Regions from separate parts of the Mus musculus genome. Here region 1 is linked to region 2. A link is a contact called in public Hi-C data. All regions are on one chromosome and are shown on one strand. Each heading gives the region's core, a stretch centred on a gene start, on an enhancer-like site or on the middle of the called end of the contact. The rest is flanking DNA. Distances are from core to core; before and after follow the strand shown.

Region 1 (7,082 bases), core at 3,521-6,020, 69 kb after region 2:
AAATGTTATGTTCTTTCAGGAGCTTCTTTAAGATAGACAAACAAATAAACAAACAAACAAGACCTACGCACAAATGCTACTCCTCAATGGTGGAGGCAGAATAACATATGAAGCCACCAGTATCCAGGCAGCAATCAATGCTTATACTGTGGAACGACAATACACCTCACCTAGGAATTAAATAGATGTTTTTCTTATCTGATCTACTAATAGCCACTGGAATGATGACATTAGTTCTCACCCCCGAGCCTTGCTTTTTCCCTCTTTCTTTATGCACACAACAGCTACAGAGTAACCTTCAAAGAACTCATGGCTGTTGAGGCCCAGCAAAGAGACTTAGGTAGACTTGGACAAAGAGACTTCCTGATGTGAGAACCTGTAGGAGAGAATGATCTACAGACAGAAAATTTAAGTTGTTTGATTCCAAATGTGACTCATACATTATGTGGAAGACAAACCCAGAGATAAAGTATTTGGTTAGAACTTGCTTTGGCATATTCCAAACCACAGTTGAATGAATTATTCAATGGGGAAATAGAGCAACTTCTCCAGTTCTCAGATGTGTGTGTGTGCGTGTGCACATGTTTATGTGTTCATGGTTGTGTGTGCATGTCTCTCTCTCTCTCTCTCTCTCTCTCTCTCTCTCTGTGTGTGTGTGTGTGTGTGTGTGTGTGTGTGTGTGTGTGTGTGTGTGTGTGTGTGTGTAAAGCGTGTTGAGGAGAAATAGCAGGGTTGGGGAGTGCTGTCAGGGAGAGAGAGAAGAAACTGAAGCTATTTCATCCTAACACTGAGCTACTGCAATGCCATTTTGATGGATCTGACATCTAATGTGGTCACCACCAGGTGAGCCTTTGAAAATGAACAAGGGGTCTTGGTCATACCTGTACAGCTCTGGGATACAGGAATGGCTTCTGTGATGGGAAGACCAGGGAGACTGAGTTCCCCAGTGGTGTGAGGGCTGGAGCAGAAAAGGCTTAACATGGGAGCTGGGTGTCACTGACTGTCTGGCTTGCCTGTGCAGGGCATGTAGGCATGTGCAGGCTTTGTCTTCCTTCCTGTAGTATTTAAACAGTTTCCTTTATGGATTCTTTTTCTGGGAACAGTTTCTTCTTCTTCCTTCTTCTTCTTCTTCTTCTTCTTCTTCTTCTTCTTCTTCTTCTTCTTCTTCTTCTTCTTCCTTCTTCTTCTTCTTCTTCTTCTTCTTCTTCTTCTTCTTCTTCTTCTTCTTCTTCCTTCCTCTTCCTCTTCCTCTTCCTCTTCCTCTTCCTCTTCCTCTTCCTCTTCCTCTTCCTCCTCCTCCTCCTCCTCCTCCTCCTCCTCCTCCTCCTCCTCCTCCTCCTCTTCTTCTTCTTCTTCTTCTTCTTCTTCTTCTTCTTCTTCTTCTTCTTCTTCTTCTTCTTCTTCTTTCCTTCCCGTCTCCATCTCCTTCTCCTTCTCCTCTTCTCCTTCTCCTCTCCTCCTCCTCCTCCTCCCCTCCCCCTCCTTCTTCTCCTTCCTCTCCTCCTCCCCACCCTCCTCCTCCTCCTCCTCTTCCTCTTCTCTAAGTTGAATGTAACAATTCTATTTCCAGAGCATAACCTTTGCTCCTCTTTTCATAAAATCTGACCCTCTCTCTAAAAAGAGAAGGGCAGAGTACAAACCTCAGGTCTCTAGCACTGTCAGGTGTTACATTTAATCACAGCATCTCTCCTTTCCAGCTAAGTTGAACAATTTCAGGGCATGTAGATAACAAGCAAGTATGTGACAACACATTTGTTATTATTACATATGCTTATTTACTGTGTGTTTTATTGAAAATAATCTTTTCTTACAATATATTGTGATCACACTTATCTCCCCCCCAGAACCTCCCCATTTTCCTATCCACCCAGCTCCATGCTATTTTTCTTTTATTTAAAAAATCAGGCAAACAAACAAACAAACAAACAAACCAGAATTTAAAAACAATCAGAGACAAATCATGAGAAACACACACAGAGAAAAAAGCAAAAAAACCCACAAAATTAGAAGCAAAAGACTAGTAAGATGAAAAATGCCCAAATAAAGCAAGATGAGAAAAAAATCTTTGAAATTATCATTGAGTTTGTTTTATGTTGGACACCACCTGCTGAGCATGAGGCCGCCTTTAAGCATGGTTAATGTATCCGATGAGACTTCATTGGAGAGAGATGTTTTCCTTTGTAAGCAGTTGTCAGTTAATGATAGCTTCTTGGTAAAGAATAGGAGCTCTTGTCCACATTCCCACATCAACTCTGGAACCCCATCTGTTTTAGACATGTGCAGGCCCTGTGCATACTGTCACAGTAAATTTACATGAGTCCATATGTGCATCAGTCCAGCTGTGTCTGGAAGATTCTGTTTCCTTGGTACCATCCTTCCCCACTGGCTCTTACAACCTTTCTGCTTCTCTTCCACATCTCTCTTAGATAAACCACACAGTGCTCTTTGTTTTGTCTTTTGAGCTTGACTTTAATTTGAAAGAGTGAAGTTCAATTCTCACTAGCATGCTTTCTTAGCCAAGAAATGAAATGCACTTTGGTGAATAAATGCTACTATGTGAACCATGAGCTGTGATATTTTAAATTACACCCTATACTTTATGACAAATGTGGCCCAGCCATATCCACTGGAAAGAGGGAAAGTCATGAAGTCAGCACAGCTTTTTCACACAGTTTGCCTAAGAATGGGCAAACATTTATTTGGGGCTGGCTTATGGTTCCAGAGGCTTGCTCCATTATCATCATTGCAGGAAGCATGGCAGCATGCAAGTAGAAATGGGGCTGGCAAAGGAGATGAACGTTCTATACCTTAATCTGCAGGCAGCAGAAGGGGATTGAATTCCACACTAGGCCAAGCTCGAGGTATATATAATTCCAAAACCTACCCTGACAGTGAAACACTTCCTCCAAGAAGGCCACACCTCTTAATAGTGCCACTTTCTATATGCCAAGTACTCAAATACATTACCCTAAGGGGTCCAAACCTATTCAAATCACCACATTCCATTCCTTGTCCCTCATAGTCTTGTAGCCATATGTAATGCAGAATGGAGTTTCTACAACCCTCTTATTCTATTTTTGACTCTAAATCCAGAGCCATGAGGAAAAAGCTGCTAAATTCTGCTGCTTTTGGGGATTAGAACATGGCCCTTTGGTTCAATTACATCTTCATCAACTTTCTATTTCCCATAGTTCCCTTCATTGCCTATGCTTGGCTATCCTGGAATTTGTTCTTCAGATTCTTTGGCCTAGAACTCAGAGACCTGCATTCCTCTGTCTCCTAAGTATTGAGATAAAGGGTTTGTACTACCATGCCTGGACCTAAGCTTTTCTTTCAAGATCAAGGTGTGTGCCAATCTAGATCAAAAGTATGTGTCATCCCACTTCACATTCCCCCTTAAGATCTGGATCAAAAGCTGACTTTTCCAGCCACAAAATCTGGATCAAAGGCAATGTTGTCTTTCTGCCTCAAGATCCAGATCACAGATGTGCACTCCGTTTCTGGATTGTAGTTCATTCCAAATATAGCCAAGTTGACAATCAAGAATAGCCATCAAAATGATGTAATGATATATTAAAAGGAGTTAGGTATGAGTGCTTGCTATTCATTAAAAGACTGTTTATAACATCTTCTATTTGTCTAGAGTGCTTTAAAACAGCAAATACTGCCAGCCTAAAGCAGGCTGTCATATAATATATGTGTTTGCGTTGGCAGAGACATTCTTTAGATTCTTAATTGGAGTTATTGGGCTGAAAATAAAATCTGTTCTATCTGTACTTTCTAATTACTGAATTTGTAACCCCAGACATAGTGAAAATCAAACACATATCCAGGGACAAAATGACATAATCTGTACTTGGATTCAATAGTCTGCCTTTGTTCTGTGAAACTTGTATAAATAAAGAAGTGACCTGATAGGTAGTCAGTCAGAGCTGCAAGATTCCCTTGACTGCTGCATCTGGCTTCCTCCTCCTTTGATGACTCCTTCTCTCCTCTCAGGTCACCCTGTCAATGGTCAAGGAAGCCCTCATTTCATCCCTGGCACAAATGTAAGACTTTTTAAAAGGCTTGCGAAGTTTTAAGGTTTCAAAGTTTTAAGATGTCAAAGGGACAATTTTGTGCAAAGTAAGCAACTGATGTTCCTTGTAGCCTCAGTGGGCCTAGAAGATGGACTCTTTGCTTATAACCTAGACTGGGAATAGTACGACAGAGTAATCCCATAGACAAGATGCAGTGATATGAGCTGGCAGCGGGAAAGTGAGTAATATGGGTCACGGTGAGTCATTCTGTGTCCATGGTGATAATTTGATTCTCTAGATCCTAAGAGTTATAGAACGTATATCCTTGCATGGAAAGGGAAGCAGGCTCATTCATCCATTCAGTCAACCAATATTGAATAAACATTTGAAACATCCCATTGGATGTATTTATCACACATGGTGCTAAGTCATATAAAGATAATTTCTTATAAGTATTTAAGCAAGAATAAGGTGACTGAAATCTAAGGGGATAGGCTAGGGGTGGAGAAACTGATTATCATTAAGGCAAAGCTGAGTTAGGTGATAAAGCTCTGACACACAGATATGAGTTGTTGTGATGATGGCTACACTTGCTTTTCAACTCGACACACCTGGGAAGAGGGAACCTGAATTGAGGAATTGCATACATCAGGCTGGCCTGTGTGGATGTATATGGAGGCATTTTCTTGACTGTAATTGATGTGGGAGAGCCCAGCATATTATGGGCAGCACTGTGTCTAGAAAGGCCATCCTGGGTTTTAAGAAAGGTAATTGGGAGAGCCAGGGACAGCAAACCCATAATCAGTGTTCCTCCATGGTTTCTGCTTCAGTCCCTGCCTCCAGGTTTCTGCCTTGAGTCCTTGCCCTTCCATCCCTAGATGATGGACCATAACCTGAAAGCCAAACAGATCCTTCCCTTCCCAAGTTGCTTTTGGTTAAGATTTTAGCACAGCGTGAGAAAACATAGCAAGACTGTTAGGTAAACAAAAGGCAAGCCTGACAAGGGTTGTTGGCTGTGGCCATGAGTTTTAACTCTTCTAATTACATAGAAGGCTTGGGACAGGAACTCAACAGATAACATCTGTATTTCAAGAAGATGATCTGGCTGCTGGTGGAGTGTCCAGAAAGGGAGTGAAAGAGAATTATGGGGATGACAGAAGTGAGGCTATGGTGACAGTCATGGCTGGAGGCTTCATGGCAGCTTTAGTGGGCTTTGACATTTATATGTCCATTTGTCTGGAGATGTCAGGAAAGATTATGTGACACTGGCAAAGCTGCCCATTTTGTGGACAATTTATCTGTATTAAGACAAGGACATTAAAGGTTTGGCACTTATCTGTACCAACTGGGTATTGTTAAGTTTGGTGTGGATATTGGTGATGTATGCAATGCCATGTGTTTCCTTAGGGTTTAGCAGTCTGTGAAGTTAGAGGTACCAGATTCTATGAGTTTAGGCTTATATAGCAGGCAATGAAGGTTTGTGCACTCATCAACTTTCTGATTGCTCACATTCATGTATTTATTATTCATTTGCTTTCTTCACTCAGCATTCCATGCTGTTGGAAATGCAATTGCCTGTTCAGCAATGCCAGGGTGACTCAGTGAACCAGGATTCCTCACACCAGGGACATACTTCTTTCTGGCAGGGACATGTCCCTATGAGCATCCCATGCTCTCCAGGTAGGGTGCCCTTATTTTATCTGTGTGCTGGCTGTCACTGATAGTGAGATGAATTAAGCAGCAAAGCTCATGCTCACATAACATGCAGCTCTTCACACAGATGGTCAGGATGTCACAGGAAACTCTGAAGGTCACAGACACTTTGTGCCTGTGGTCATGTGGTTGCTTATGGTGGTGCAGCAGTCTTTCTTACCTTCTTGTAGTCTATCAGAAATACCAAACAGTAGGCAGACCAAAAAGACATTTCTCAGTCAGACCACATGAATCTCTAGAACCTCAGACATATTATTATAAAGTGCTAAGAATCCAATTTACTCACCCAAGAGGAGAGGAGAATTGTATTATTGTAATTAGTATAATTTCAAAATTCTCATGGACACTAAATGTAGTAGCGGTGCTTACTCCAGGAACCATGCAACTGTTAGTTTCTTTCCCCATTTTAACCACATAATGACTAGCATACCCAATGTCACCCTGGCCCCAGAGTCTTCTGTGGTAATGAATGACACCCACATCCTCATGTTTGGTAACTGGTTTGGGGTAATGTGGGAATTTCACTTATCTGTGCTATTCATTCATTTAAGGACTTGAGTACCTGAGCTTCCAGTAGAGGAAGAAGTAGGGGATCCTTTGTCTTAAGCTCTGAGATTCTCTAACTGTAACTTTCATCCCTGTCATACAGTCCAGTGTCAATCTCTAACAGATGCATGAGTAAACATGGTAGAGCTTTCAAACAGCTAATGAGTGAGCTCTTTGTATATAAATGTATTGGTGCCTCCTTTGAATCTTTGATCATCTTTTGTTATATTCTCAGGTTTGTAAACCCATGAATGTATGAATTATCAATTCCGTTATGCCTAAACTGGCTTTTTCCCCTGATTTCAAATGGTGCTTTGGGTTCCATTACATCTGGGGTGTCTCCTCTATGTTGACTTTGAGGACCAAGCGTTTGTTATAGCTTTATAAACTGTAAAGCACCATGACAATAATTTTTTATCATATATCTGAGAATTTCTCAATTCTACTCTATTAACCTTTAGTGGTGATCAAGGTTCAAGGCTAACCTGGGTTACATAAAGAAGCACTGTCTTAAGAAACTATTCTCTCTCTCTCTCTCTCTTTCTCTCTCTCTCTCCACACACACACACACACACACACACACACACACACACACACACCATCTTTCTATTTATCTATTCCAATGAACAGTGCAGGTCAAGATCAAATTATCATATTAGAATATAGGTTGATTTTCAATGGCATTTAGACATCATTTGTCTTGATTTTATATTTACTTAGTCTGAGAAGTGTGGATAGAAGAGGCATGTATTTCAAGGTATAGTTCAAAAAAAAGTTGAGGGAGTCTGTCCTTCTACCATGTGG
Region 2 (7,185 bases), core at 4,362-6,861:
GTTACTTTTCTTTGTTGGACACAGCCAACAATCCAGAGAGTCTATAGATTCTATGGTACAGAATAAGAGTAGTGATCTCGATACTGATCAGGGGTGGTGGGTAGACTAATGATACCCGTCTATGCAAAGTTAAAGGCACTCTGTCTGGTCACCATGATTTGGTAATGTCAGGGTGAATGTTGTGCTCCATCCCCATGGGAGTGAGTGTTCTATTGTGGTGACTAGAAGGGAGACAGAACAAAGAAAATATGGGTCCCTGTGAGTTTGCATCTTTTTGATGCAAGGAAAATGTCTAATGGAAGCAATACCGGATCAACTGTTAGGAAATGTTTTTGTCCTGTGTCTGTTATTGACTTACTGAATGAGTCATCCAGTCTCCTGTGCTTGAGAGCTTCTGTCTGCCACAAAAGGAGAATGGGGGTGTAATCTTTCTCTGTGAACTGAATACAGGAAGTGTTATTCCAGGGTTTTCCATGGTAAAGATTAGAGATACAATTAAAGAAGGGGTCCACATCAGTCCAGCCAGTGGGAGCATCACTTACTGGAAGTCTAAATAGCCTTGAAGCTGGGTATGGTACCACACACTTGTAATCACAGTACCTGGGAGGGAGGTACAAGAAGGAGAATCTGCAGTTCAAGGTCAGCTTCTGCTGGACAACAAGAGATCCTGTCTCAAAAAAAAATCTTGATTGGTGGAGTGGGATTGATGCTTCATTTGCTGGGTTGTCATGAAGCTAATGTGTCATGTATGAATTGACCAGCGTAGTACCTGGTCATATACCTGATGTTTGCATATGTTACATGTATGTGTACATAATATGTGTATAAATGTATATACTTGTATGTGTGCATATATGTGTATGTATCTATATGTACATTTATATATAATATAAATAATATATGTGTATTATGCCTCTCTGTGTGTGTATGAAGCTTCTTTTTCTACTTCTTTCATCTGTCCTCCCCAGTGAACCCAGTTTGAAGCTGTATGTAGGTAGTTGTCAGTTTCATGACTACAGACTTTGATATTGACTTGACCTCTTTGATTGGCAAACAGCCAAAGCATGGAGGAACACCCAGGGCTCAGTAGAAAGCTCTGATACCCAGACCTGCTTGAAGCTGACATGTTCAAATGAACTGTGTCCCCCAGTGGGATTCTTGTGTCTTCCTGTATCAACCACTGCTGCAGATTGTTAGGCTATCTTGGATTCCTGTTGGATCCCTGTGAGGATGTCTCTGGAATCAAAGGAAAAACTCTGGGTTGGTTCTAATGAGTAGCTTCACATTCCAGGGCCTAGATGGTGTCTGCACATGGCTTGCACTTAACTGGCTTTCACTGTTTACAGGTTAAAGCCCCAATTTCGTTTCTATGAAGATTCCAGCCTCCTGTTCCTCAACTCCTGTCAGCTTCATCTTCACATCCAGTACTCCAGCCTGACTAGACTAAGCAGAGCTCATCCATCAGACCCCCATGCAGAGGGCCAGAATGCTCTGCTGCCTCACATCCTACTACCTCCAAACGTCCCTGACTCCACCATACCCTGGGTCTCAGGTGTACGAGCTCCTAGAGGCCAGAGACATTGTCTGAAGAAACAGTCTGTGTCCCTTCTGATTGTCCTTTCAGAATCAAATGTCATTAACACAAACTAGTGCCTTATTATAATTTCCACTCTTGGCTCTTTTCTTTCCGAGACCAGAAAACTCTCTGCATAAAGAAGTTGTAGTGTATAGATAGGAATTGTGTCACATGTTTCCGTATTTAATTTCTCCTGGTGTTAATTTCCAATTTTACTTGTATTTTGGCATATTTTTTCATCAGTATTTCCCAAGATATGGATACTCGCATCTATGAACATGCACACACGAATACATGCAGCATGTGTTCACTTGAGGACTGACTTGTAGGTTACCTTAGGCAACGTCATCTCCTCATCTCCTTTAATTAGGAAAATTCAAAGGTGTTTTTGAAGGTACAGGGTAGCTAGTACCCCACCCTTGTTAGCCCCAAAAGACTTACTACCCATCTTGCATACACTTTTAGCCACACACATGGTATGTAAAATGTACTGGATCAAGAGACAGACTGATAACACTTATTTGCTTATTTCTGTCACTGTCTAGTTAAACATTTCTTACCTGTTCCCACTGTGCAGTAAGGAATTCACCTCCACTATCTCTGGGGTGCTTTCTGTCTCGGAGACATTATCCAGTTCTTAGCAAGTGTCATCTAAGTATGAATTCACTCAGGAAAACATTTCAACACTGGTTAAAAAGCAGTTCTAACCTGGTTGTTTTGTGATGTCAACCACCCCTCAGGGAAGAGCAAAGAAACGGGCTTTTCTAAGACAAAGTAACTTTGTCCACCCTGAGTCACACAGTGTACTTGGATTCCCTTATTAAGGAAACCAGTTTGTTTCCAAACACTTCCTCTCTAAGAAGTACAGTCTGCCAATATTTGATAAAAGAATTAAGATTTGAGTTGCTGCTGTGCCTTGTAGGATTGGAAGTTATAAAGTAACTTTGGGAATTTCAGACTTAAGTAGAAGTGGAAAGGGTGTGTGAATAAACTCACACATGTGCCAGCAGCTTTGAACCTCACTGAGAATCGAGAGGACTTTGGCCTCTCTGAGAATGGAGAGAAGGACTTTGTCCGTTTAGTCTGGCAGGAGTGGCCTCTGAGCTATGGGACACTTACTTTAATGAAGATTCTGGCCTCCTCATCTCCATGCCTCCTAGGCAATGCTGCAGTGGCTCCACCATGTGCACCTTGCTACACCCACCCACATGGAAGGAATAGCATGATTCTTATGGAAACACGCCAAACACCTATTCCTTGTGAAGACTCAGTTGATGGTATAGAGTTCCCCTTTTCTTCCTTATTTATTTATTTAACATTCCAATCATAGCCTCTCCCTACTCTCCTCCCAGTTGCACCCTTGAAAACTCCTTCCCCCATTACCTTTTCCCCTTCTCTTCAGAGAAGGGGAAGCCCCACCACAGACACCAACCCTCCCTGGCACATCAAGTTCCAACAGGATTAAGCACATCCCATCCCACTGAGACAAGACAAGACATCCCAGCCAGGATAAAGGATCCAAGGGCAGGCAACAGAGTTAGATACAACCTTTGTTCCAATTGTTAGGAGACCCACATGAAGTTGTGCATTGGCTACAAATGTGTAGGGGGTCTAGGTCCAGCTCATACATGCTCTTTGGTTGGTGGTTTAGTCTTTGTAAGTCCCCATCAGCCCAGGTTAGTTGACTCCGTAGGTCTTCTTGTAGTGTCCTTGACCCTGCCCCCCTCAGGCTCCCTCACTTCTAGCCCACACTCTTCTACAAGACTCCCCGAGCTCCACCCGAAGTTTGGTTGTGGGTCTCTGCATTTATTTCCATCAGCTGCTGGATGAAACCTCTCAGAAGACAGTTATGCTAGGATTCTGTTTGCAAGCACAGCAGAGTATCATTAATAGTGTCAAGAGTTGGCCCTCTTCATGGGATAGATATTAAGTTGGGCTAATTATTGGTTGGCCATTCCCTCAGTCTCTGCTCCATCTTTATCCCTGCACATCTTGTAGGCAGGACAAATTTTGGGTCAAAGGTTTTATGGTTGGATTGGTGTCCCCCTCCCTCAACTGGAAGTCCTGCCTGGCTACAGGAGGTGGCCACTTCAATCTCTATGTCTCTAGCTGCTAGGGTCACCCATTAGAGTGGAGCCTTATTTTACAAATTAGAAGGCAAATAATTAATGTTCAGAATCATTCATCAATTAGCCTTGAGTCTCACAACTAGTTAAGTTCAAGGCTGAGGTCAGAAGTCAGGTGTCCTGGTTTTCTGAGCGATGACTCCCTAGATGTTCCTCTCCTTCCGGCTTTCACTTTTACATTTCTCAGCAAGCCAGGAAATATACCTGAAAGTGGGGAAAAAGAGACAGAAAATAAAGCCCCGTTTTGCTTGGAAAGCCCCCCCCCCAAGAACAACCATTTATATGAGCAGAGTTAAATTGATGTGAGATGCAGTGAACTTCCTTGTTAGAGACTCTTGTTAAATACTTTCAATTGTTCCTGCTGGAAGACACATTGTTTTCTTGGAAGTGTAAGCCAGGAAGATCTACCTGTCAGTCGGTGTCAATGGCAGGTGAGGAGCTTGCCTGATAGAAATTCTAGTGAAGGAGAATGATGAGGTGTCTCAGTGGGTAATGATGCTTGCCACCAAACTCGATGACCCAAGTGTGAGTCTCAAGGTCCACATGGCAGATTGTGAGAACTGATTCCTGCAGGTTGATCTCTGACTCTCATTCCTGAAATACAAGGGACACCCAACACATGGACAGCCTCATCCCCTTTCATTTTGTCGAAATAAAAAGTCATAGTGAAAAAAAAATACCAAGATAATCTAGTACTATTGTATCAAAACCTGTTAGAATTGAACTCCTGATTCTTATTATTTCTAATAATTATTGGTGTCCATGAATGTCTACCATAGTAGGATGTGCACAGGGGAAACTTGACCAGAGAGAGACCCTGCCCTGCAAGGTAGAAATTTGAACTGCACCATCTGTATCATCCCTTCCTGTCACAAGAGATCCTGACCTTAACTGAGATCAAAGACTGAGTGAAGATTTCTAAGATAAAGCCAGAAACACTGTGGTTTGGGTTAATAGAATGGTGGGAGACCAACAAGGGATCACTGAAGAGAAGTCCTTTAGTGAGTTTCCACAAAGAGTTTGCATTCTCCATCATCTCAGAATCACTGGGATTCTTGTGGAACTTGGCACGCCCCTCCTGAGGATCTTAACACCCACCGGTGACTTACCTCAGGGGGAAGTTTGGAATCGGCTCCTTGTGACAGCTCTATTACTCTTGTAGCTGAGAATGAAAGCCATTGAAATAACAACAGCTGAGACAAATATCTGCATAATCTGCAGAGAGTAATCAATATTTGTAAGGGAAGTAACTTGGCAAGAGTGTGAACGTTCCTTTTCTGAAGTGTGTTTAACCTTGCAGGACCTTTTCCCTAGATTCTTAACCACGGTTTAATGCATATTCTCGGGTCAGTCTTCTTGGAGGTATCTAAGTCCCTTTTATCCTCCTAGAGTTTTGGTGTAATGACAGGAGGCCTGATGAAGCAAGGCAAAGAAATGGCTGGTTCTGTTCCCTGGAGCCCTCTCCATTGTGGGCATGTACTGTCTGATTAGCTCACTGGAGGCGCAGCTGCGAGCAGGCCTCATCTGCATGCCCCAAGGCAGAGGAGAAGGCTTCCTGTGAACTTCAGAACACATGTTGGCGTGGAAGGGACTTCTCATTCATTTAGAATTCCTTTGCTCCCAAATAAATGGCTGTAAATGGAGAGGAAGGGATATGATGTGTGACTAATTTCCCAGGAGGACCTAAATATCTCCACTTTGACCCCAGTGTCTTGCCTCCCCCATGTCCCCACTGAAAGGCTCATAGCAGCTTTATTACAAGGTAGGTGTTTGTGAGCCAGCTCAGGATGGGGACTAAGCACACCGCCCAGCAGGGGCGTTCTTTCCATGATGCTCAGGCCGTAGGATCTCTGTGATCTAAGCGAACAGGCAGTATGCACTGGGTTGATTCAGCCAAGGAAGTAACTTAGTGTGGCCTTATAAGGCCGTGGTTCCGGCGGAAGCAAGACTGTCTCTCTTCCATCTGAAGGCAGGCCTCTGAGCATTCCCAGATGACATCTGTGCTTTTTCCATCACACAGTTGGCCTCCTTGGCTCCTTGCGCCGCTTTGGTTGTGCAATTGGGACTTGGCAGGTTCTTTGGGCTGTGGAATCTGTACATTTTCAGCTCTGACATCTCAAAAATAGTCACTGAATCATCTTTATCAGCGTGGTTTATCGTAAAGCAGAAACTTTCTCCTCCACATCTTTCTTTTTACTATCTAGAACTAGAAACGTGATGATTTATGACGTAAGGAGGTTGCACGGAAAGAGGGCTGTCTTCAGGACTGGAGTAGGCCAGGTTCTACTCCAGGCTGCCCTCTTTCCTGTTGCAGGAACTTGAGCTTTATTTAGGGCCTCAGTTTAATCTTCTGTCAGGTGTAGAAAATAGTTGCTGAGCTAATGGAGAGATTAGATCCAATGTAAGCTAAGTGCTAGATAAATGTCTGGGCTCAGTACATTTTGTGTGAAAGAAGGCGTGGTTGAGCAAGCAGTGGTGATGTTTACACTGTAGAAATGAGGCTGGTGATGTAAATTGTGAGGTAAATCATATAAGCAATCACTTTAGCCCTCCACAAATCATACATGCACACAGACACACCACTTCTGTACACATACATATGCACATAGACTTTGGAAACCTAGACTTTTCTTTTGATGAGTAACTTGCTTCTGAGGCCAAGATTACACGTCTGTGAGTTAGGCCTCAGCCCTCTGTGTTTGTAGCTGTCTGGGAATGTCTGTGCTGGGTTCTCCTGATAGCTGTAGAGAGCAACCTGAGGCTTTCTCTTTGCAGGCATCAGGGGTGAGCAGGTATAATCTGAAGTCCTCGCTTCTAACTTTCACTGATGGCTGAGGTCTGACGCTAGGAGTTGGTCAGTGTTCTAGCTTTTGACGTATGAGAGGGTTTTTTTCCTCAGTCTTGGAGAATTATCCTATCACGGCAGCATCTGTGTTGTTCCCAACAGGGTTTATGACTGACTTTCTTTGGCACAGTGAAATAAGCCACGATCCTTTCCTCCACAAAGTCTCCCTGACATGATATTGGCCATTAGCTTTCTAATACACTTAGTCAAAGAGTTAGTGTCTAATAATTATAAAATACAAACAAATCAACGTAATGAAACAAAACAAAAGGCTGCTTGAGACAAACTTGTAAATTTGCCTCTTAAATTCTTTAGTCAGTAGATTTTTGAACCTCTCTATTGCAGCACCAAGTGGGAAAGACATGAAGGTTTCCAAGTTTGTATGTACGGAAAGGTCCACACTTTACTTCAGAAACATCAGCCAGCCGATGGTAATGGAGGAATGGGCTGGAGGGGCGTATGTCTGGAAGCTGAGGGGATAAGAATGTGCTGTGAAAGAGAGGACAGAGAGTCAATGTTGGCAGAAGCATTGATACACTGAAAATGTTGTTTGAGATAGAGTAACTGGACCTTGGTATTCTGTAACAGAAAGAAGAAAAAAAGATGGAAGACAGGATGATGCTTGTTTTTCTGACATG

Evidence for each region. A called contact is a pair of places that touch in the nucleus more often than the background predicts.
Region 1: a contact with region 2 is called in a Hi-C map of the N1E-115 cell line, with 1.8 times the contacts expected there. The contact joins two enhancer-like sites. A contact is called at or near these places in 2 of 15 datasets of contacts at CTCF or cohesin (both in the NIH/3T3 cell line), 9 of 484 Hi-C or Micro-C datasets (the 3T3-L1 cell line, CD4 T cells, CD8 T cells and 6 more) and 4 of 115 datasets of contacts at active chromatin or transcription factors (embryonic fibroblasts, embryonic stem cells, microglia and 1 more).

What each region holds. Positions count from the first base shown.
Region 1 is chr2:117,968,014-117,975,095 of GRCm38.p6, reverse strand. The region is part of intron 8 of Gm13986 (predicted gene 13986); the gene reads left to right. Among named protein-coding and RNA genes, the nearest start is that of Gm25308, 110 kb to the left of the region's middle. Within about 2 kb of position 4,770, at least 12 of the 459 cell types and tissues checked have an H3K27ac peak or open chromatin away from gene starts, as enhancers often do. A contact at or near this core is called in the N1E-115 cell line, where this site is marked.
Region 2 is chr2:118,038,052-118,045,236 of GRCm38.p6, reverse strand. The region is part of intron 4 of Gm13986 (predicted gene 13986); the gene reads left to right. Among named protein-coding and RNA genes, the nearest start is that of Gm25308, 36 kb to the left of the region's middle. Within about 2 kb of position 5,611, at least 52 of the 459 cell types and tissues checked have an H3K27ac peak or open chromatin away from gene starts, as enhancers often do. A contact at or near this core is called in the N1E-115 cell line, where this site is marked.